2 separate regions of the Felis catus genome follow, and region 1 is linked to region 2. A link is a contact called in public Hi-C data. All regions are on one chromosome and are shown on one strand. Each heading gives the region's core, a stretch centred on a gene start, on an enhancer-like site or on the middle of the called end of the contact. The rest is flanking DNA. Distances are from core to core; before and after follow the strand shown.

Evidence for each region. Hi-C and Micro-C count contacts between places; a contact is called where the count stands out from the background.
Region 1: a Hi-C map of skin fibroblasts shows a contact between it and region 2, with 4 times the contacts expected there. The contact joins the promoter of S100A10 here to the enhancer-like site in region 2. A contact is called at or near these places in 2 of 3 Hi-C or Micro-C datasets (fibroblasts and skin fibroblasts).

Annotation. Positions count from the first base shown.
Region 1 is chrC1:106,483,798-106,487,004 of F.catus_Fca126_mat1.0, reverse strand. S100A10 (protein S100-A10) reads left to right here and starts at 1,841. Exons shown (of 3, transcript XM_023259176.2): 1 at 1,841-1,996.
Region 2 is chrC1:106,437,537-106,440,929 of F.catus_Fca126_mat1.0, reverse strand. No RefSeq gene overlaps it. Among named protein-coding and RNA genes, the nearest start is that of THEM4, 18 kb to the right of the region's middle. Within about 2 kb of position 2,044, at least 1 of the 10 cell types and tissues checked has an H3K27ac peak or open chromatin away from gene starts, as enhancers often do.

The sequences.
Region 1 (3,207 bases), core at 592-3,091, 46 kb before region 2:
TCTAAACCTTTTATAAGAATGTAACCTTTTTGCAATTAGATTTCAAATTCACAATAAGTGTCTTTTTTTTTTTTAGGTTTATTTCTTTTGAGAGAAAGAGTGCACACACACATGTGCAAGCAAGGAGAGTGGCAGAGAGAGATGGTGAGAATCTCAAGCAGGCTCTGCACTCAATTTCACATGCACTGAGCCAAAATCAAGAGTTGGATGCTTAACCGACTGAGCCACCCAGGTGCCCCAAGTCATTGTTATTTTTTAAAAATTTTTTTAACGTTTATTCATTTTTTGATAGAGACAGAGCATGCGTGGGGGAGGGGCAGAGAGAGAGGGAGACACTTCTGTGAAGCAGGCTCCAGGCTCTGAGCTGTCAGCACAGAGCCTGACTCGGGGCTTGAACTCACAGACCGCGAGATCATGACCTGAGCTGAAGTCGGATGCTCAACTGACTGAGCCACCCAGGCGCCCCCATCATTGTTATTTTTTAAATGGCTGTCAAATGTTGCCTCCTCCAGGATTTGTTCTGTGACCACTCCAAGGGTCAACATTCTCAAAGTATCCCCTAGTGTCCTCTACCATTCACTGGGAACACTGGATTTTGACTGCTTATCTATCTCCTGACAAGACTTGAAGATCTTTGAGGGAAGAAACTGAGTCTTTAATGTCTGAGTCCTCAGGGCCTACCTAGCACAGAAACTAAGCATTTGTAAAGGTTTGTGGATCAAATGAAGAACTCAAGTAAGTGGGAGTGTAGAAACAGGTTGTTCTCATTCTAAATTCAGTTGCATCTTCCCTGAGACTAATGGATCCAGGATTTTCTCCACTCTTGACTGTACTCTGGGGCCTGGGAAAAACTTGGGAAGCATACAGCAAGATTTTGAAGAACAGCCTCCCTAAACAGTCAGCACCAGGGTTGCATGAACCTAGCGTGAGCGAGAGCTTAAATTCAAATTGGGGTTTCCTAGCAAGAGCCAAGATCAGTCACATGGTGGCACTTAAAGGATTCCCTGAGTCTGCTCATTCCTTTGGGATCACTCACTCCTCCCAGGACCTCCCCTGGGAACAAAGGAAAACCCAGGACTTGGGACTTTTATAGCTGCTAGTAGTTTGCATTTAACCCTAACCACAATTAAAATAAATGGGGGCGGGGGAACACTATCCATCCAGTAGGAGACACTTAGGTTTTCTCTAAATTTCTTCCAGAAATTTCTCCTAAAGGGCTTTGAGAACCAAACAAGCCAATTACAGGACAAAAAGGAGGCTTAGAAACTTTGCTCTTAACAATGCCAAGCTGAGTTTTCCACCACGTAAAGCCATCCCCAAGGAGGGGTAAATCCCTTGTTGAACAAAAGGTTTGTATCCACGGCGCCAACAAGCCAAGCGGCACTCTTCATACCCCACCCAGAGAGACGGGCACCAGGAGTAGGTGGAGCGGGGCTCAGGCCACGAAGACCCTCGGGACTGAAATCCGGAGCCTAACACGAGAACTACGACCATCCTGCGACGGTTAGGACTCCACGTGCCCCTCCCAGCAGTGTTGTCTAGAAATTAATTCCTGGACCTGTAGGTTACACCGGTTGTGGGGCAGGGCGCCCCACCCGCAGAACGGCTGGATTGAGGACTGCGCCTTCCCTCTCTAAAACCAGACCCGAGAGGAAGGGCACGGCCCAGGGCGGGGGTGTCCTGAACCATCCGAGAGCCCTGGAGCGGGGACGGACGTGCACAAGAACGCTCTCCGCCGAGGTGACAGCGGGCGGAGGCTGGGCGTGAGGCCCACGGCATCGCCTGGGAGGGGGTGTGCCCGCGCGGGGCGCGGGGGGACAGGAAGAGGAGGGCGGGGAAGGGGTGGGGTGAGCAGGGACCGGGACACCGGCCCAGGCTCCTCCTGCCTCCCCTCCCCACCCCCACTCCCCATACTAAGGCTCCCAGCCCGCCACGCTCTGCTCACTGGCCCGCGCGTCCCAGCCAAGCGAGAGTCCCCGCCGCGCCTCCAGCCAAGGTGAGTTCAGCCGGCTGCTCCCGAGCCCCTCCCGCCCCCCCCCCGCCCGGCCGCGACCCCGCGCGCGGGGAAGCCCCCCCATCGGCTGCCCCAGCGCCGGGGTCCGCTGGGCGTCCGCCGCTCCGCGCCCTGGGCCACACCCCGGCGAGACCGGCAGCGCCCCTGCCGCGATCCTCGAGGAGTGGAGGAGGGGCGCTCGTCCTCCGTACCGGACCTCCGTGTCCACGCCTGGGGTCTCTGCGCTCTCCTCCCTTTCCGTCGATCTCTCCTCACTCCCACTTTCCTGCTTTTCCACTCGTCACCCGAGCTATTCGCCCCGTCCTGGCCGGCATATGCGCTCGCTCTGGCTGCAGGCTGACCTCTGTCCAGATGTGTGCGGCCTCCTCCGAGCTGGACTGCCCGGCAGCCAGCAGATCCCTTCCTAAAGGGCACTGCTCAGTCCCTCGCCCTGATGTTTCAGGTTGGGCTTCCTGTTGTTTGTCTGCCAGACAGGAAAGGGGGAGGTCTATTTGTTTTCTTTATAAGCCTGGCTAGCGAGATTTGGGGGGGAGGGAATATATGAAGGGATTTCTCTACTCAAAGGATTCCCTTCTTGCGATCTTAATTACACAAGTGGAACTATAAAGAGGGGGAAGAGTAGGTTTGATGAAGGACCTCCCAACCCAGATTAATCTGGCCCAGTGCAAAGAGACAGATAGACCTGCCCTTGGTACCTGGTCACCACTTTAAGCTTGGCCAAAGGAATGTAGCTTCCTCCAGCCCTGGACGCTGCTAACTGTCCATCTAGACTCCAGCTAACTGAAACAGGGACTCTGGCGTGTCGGGTGGGGCTGGGGAGGAAAGTAGAGCGGCTACAAGCTGGGCAGAGCCCTTAGCCCAGACTCTGGAACACATTAAGCCTACACCCCCTTCCCTCCCCAGGGGAGCTGAGAGCATTGCACAGGGCGTGGTTAGCACAAAGGGCTCCCAGATCCCCTTAGTGCAGGCCGGTGACTCAGCTGTGAGACCATGTGGGTGTGGTCCGCGATGGTTCCAGATACTCTCTGCAGATGGCCGGACAGAACACTCCCTAAAGGAAAAGGGGAACTGTGCCATCTCAGAGGGCATTTTCCAAGAGGAAGTGAGTCACACCAGGACTGGCTGGCAATCTGAAGGAGAGGTTTCTTGACTGATCCGTGGGTGAGGGCAGCAATTAGACTGGCAGAGCCATG
Region 2 (3,393 bases), core at 795-3,294:
AGCATTTTTCCCACACCTTGAACATTACTGAATTTTACAGGAATGCAACTGGCATGTAAATCAAGTAAACTTCAGTTGTTTAGAACCTTTCCAAGAATTGTTCACATTTTGTAAAATGAGGTTAACTAACAACAAATTTGAGTCACCAACATAACATACCTGTATCAGCCAGTAACTGTACTATTGCCATCACGGTGATTTCTACATGTACTTGCGAGATTCTTATTCCATCATATGTCTTCCAAGGTAGCTATGCCTGAGCAATCAGATGCTGGAATCGGTATATTTTATTATAAATTACTACCCTGTCATTTCCCCTTTATATGACTGTTTGGGTATTAGATTGGTTTTTTAAATTATATAACTAGACCATAATCAAGGGTCAGGAGACCCCTCACTCCACAAAAGACTTGCTGTACGAAGTTATAAGAATCAGTAATCTTTCTGGGCCTCCAGTGTCCTCATTCAGATAACAAATATTTATGGAACACCTGCTACTAACCAGAGTGTGGGCTGAGCTTTATCAGGTCAAAGAATGGAACATTGTCCTTGGTCTCAAGGAGATTCTCAGTCACTCTGAAAGAGAAGAGAGGTGACTAGATGCTCTCTGAGGTCTCATTCAGCTTTAACAGTCTATGAATCTATGAATCTAAATAGAATTTAATGTTTACTACCTTTTAGGTACATGAGTGAGGTTCCCTGAGCTCACAAATTTTGTTATATCGCAGGAAACAGTTATTTGAAAAGTTTCTCCAAAACAGTAAATCACAATCTTTATTTATCTCAATTCAAAGCATGTCTGTGAAACTTTCCTTTTTTCCCCCCAAACTAAGGTACAAGTATTGTTATCACTTTCAATTCCATTTAATTTTAATTCAGTGTCCCCTCCCTCTAAAAAGTCAGTGAGCACCTACTGGCCCTCTCTTCTCTCAGCAGTAATTACTTATTTTATCATACTGATGCTGCTGTTATCTTTACATGTACAGAGGCAATTTTAAATGAGTATATTTTAAGACAAATTTAAGGTTTTTAAAAATAAGAAATAATCTTAAGGGAGGGATAGAAGCATAGGGAAGAGAGAAAGTCGCAAAGAATACGGAAGCTTAGGTAAGAAGCACAATGTAATTATGGTGGACAGGATCAGGAAGAAACTTAAAAGACAACACAAAAACAAAACAATTTTTAAAGAAAAGGAAGAACAACGTGGTAGGAAAACAGCAGGGAGGAGAGCGAGACACATCCTCTTTGTTTTATTCTTGCCCCCAACAGCTGATACAGTGCCCCTTGGCTTCTCTCTGAGCTGTGCCAAAGGCAAAGGAGCACCAGGGTCAATGGGCCTCTGATGCCCCCTGCAGGTCCTCAAAGCAACTTGCTTTCCCTTTTTTAAAATAGGACTGATCAGCCCGTTATTTAACCTATATAGAGAAACCTGGGTCCGACAAGGAGACAGAGCAAAGCCAAGTTTCCACAGTGTATATTTCTGCGGATGACATCAAGATTATTCTGTGGCATTCCTCATATTAATGAAATGAGAGATTTCACCTGGATTTATCCAAGACCGGTAGTGTAGTTAGTTGTGATTTAGTTAAAATGCATGAAATTTGTCAGAAAGACCGGGTTTGAATTCCTGCTCTATAACTTATTAATTTTGTAATCCTGGGAAAGCTAATTGATCTCTTAGAGCTGCCTCCTCACCTTTAGAATGGACATATCAAGGCAGACCTCACAGGGTTGCTGTGAAGAATTGAATGTGGCATTATGGGTATAAAGTGCCTCGTTCAGTGTCTAGTACCTGGTAGCTCTCATCACCTCATTCCAAAGAGAAAAAATACATTAAGAGCTCTAGATCTCTGGTGATACCAGAAGCCATGGAAATGTAAATAACTGTCATGTTCTTTATATTCTCTCTCTCTCCCTCTTTCTCTCTCTCCCTTTCTCCCCTATTCCTCCACGCTGAAGCTCATTGCAGCTCCTGTGGTTTCTGATCCGGAGTGAGAAATCCCACAGGCGGAGCCCATGTTTCCTGAGCTGCCGCTCCCCTGTGAGGACTATCCTCACTGTAACTCGAACCTCATTTCCCAGGAGGATCCTTAGAACTCCCAGTACTTCATTCTCGTAGCCCTAGAAACTTGGAGGAGCGTGCACCTACAGACTTTTCCCACAACAGATGTCTGTGCCTAGAAACCTGCTGTCTCTGACCTTAATCCCACTCAGGGGAGGACACAGACACTGTTCATTAGCTGCCGCTCTTACCGTGTCTGCTGTACAGTACTACTTGGCAGAGCACCAAACAGCAACAATCCAAAAGCCATCCGCTCTTCTATGCCGTACGATTTGATGGCGACAAGTTTTGCAGGCCAGGTTTCCAGGAGATCTAGGACGGGTATTCCTAGCGGTCAATTCTGAGCTAGTCTGCATCACTAAACATACTTCATTGCCCTCCAGGCACATTTAGTCCTGCTATGGATGTAAGAACGGGAGAATCTTATCCCTCTTTTCACAGAAGAAGAAACAGTCCCAAGATCTCATTTTATAGATCTATTGCCTCTTCTGTACCCAATTCGGAAACCAAAAAGGTTAAATAACAATTTATCACTGTGTAAGGCTCAGCAGACTAAGTTTTAAAGTTTTGCTAAGCCCTTAATAAGACAGTAGTCATCAGTTAAAGGGACAAATTATTAGGTACTGAGACAGACAATACTGATCAGCTAATTGAGGAAAATTAGTCACAAGTATATAGGGAAATAAAGATATATAAAATCTTCCTATTCCTAATGACTCAAAAGATGTTTATAAATAACCAAAAATTTTACCTACTGACCACAAATTGAGAAGATTTAGGATAAAAGTCAATGGAAGGTACAGATAATTGTCTAAAAACACTTGTAGGCAGAACAGAAGGCCCCCCAAAATGTCCACATTGTAGTCTCCAGAATCTATGAATGCTACCTCATGGGGCAAAAGGGATTTTGCCAGATGTGATTAAATTAAGGAACTTTAAATGAGATTATCCGCAATTGTCTGTGTTGGCCCAACGTAGTCACAAGGGTCCTTAAATGTGAAGAGGGAGGCGGAAGAATCCAAGGCGGTATCAGGACAGAAGAGGCTGGAGTGATACCGTTGCAGGCTGCGGCCTAGAACCAAGAACTGAGGGTGCCCTCTAGAGGCTGGAAAAAGCAAGGAAACCGACTCTGTCCTAAATCCTCCAACCCTGCGGACACCTCAGATTTTAGCCCCGTGAGATCCATTTTGAGCTTCTGACCTCCAGAACTATGTTTGCACTATTTTAAGCCACTAAGTTTGTGGTGATTTGTCAGAAGCAATAGGAAACTAATACATGTTATTTTGGCTATTTCAGGTTAATGTGCAGTTTTGGTGAGAACATACTCAACA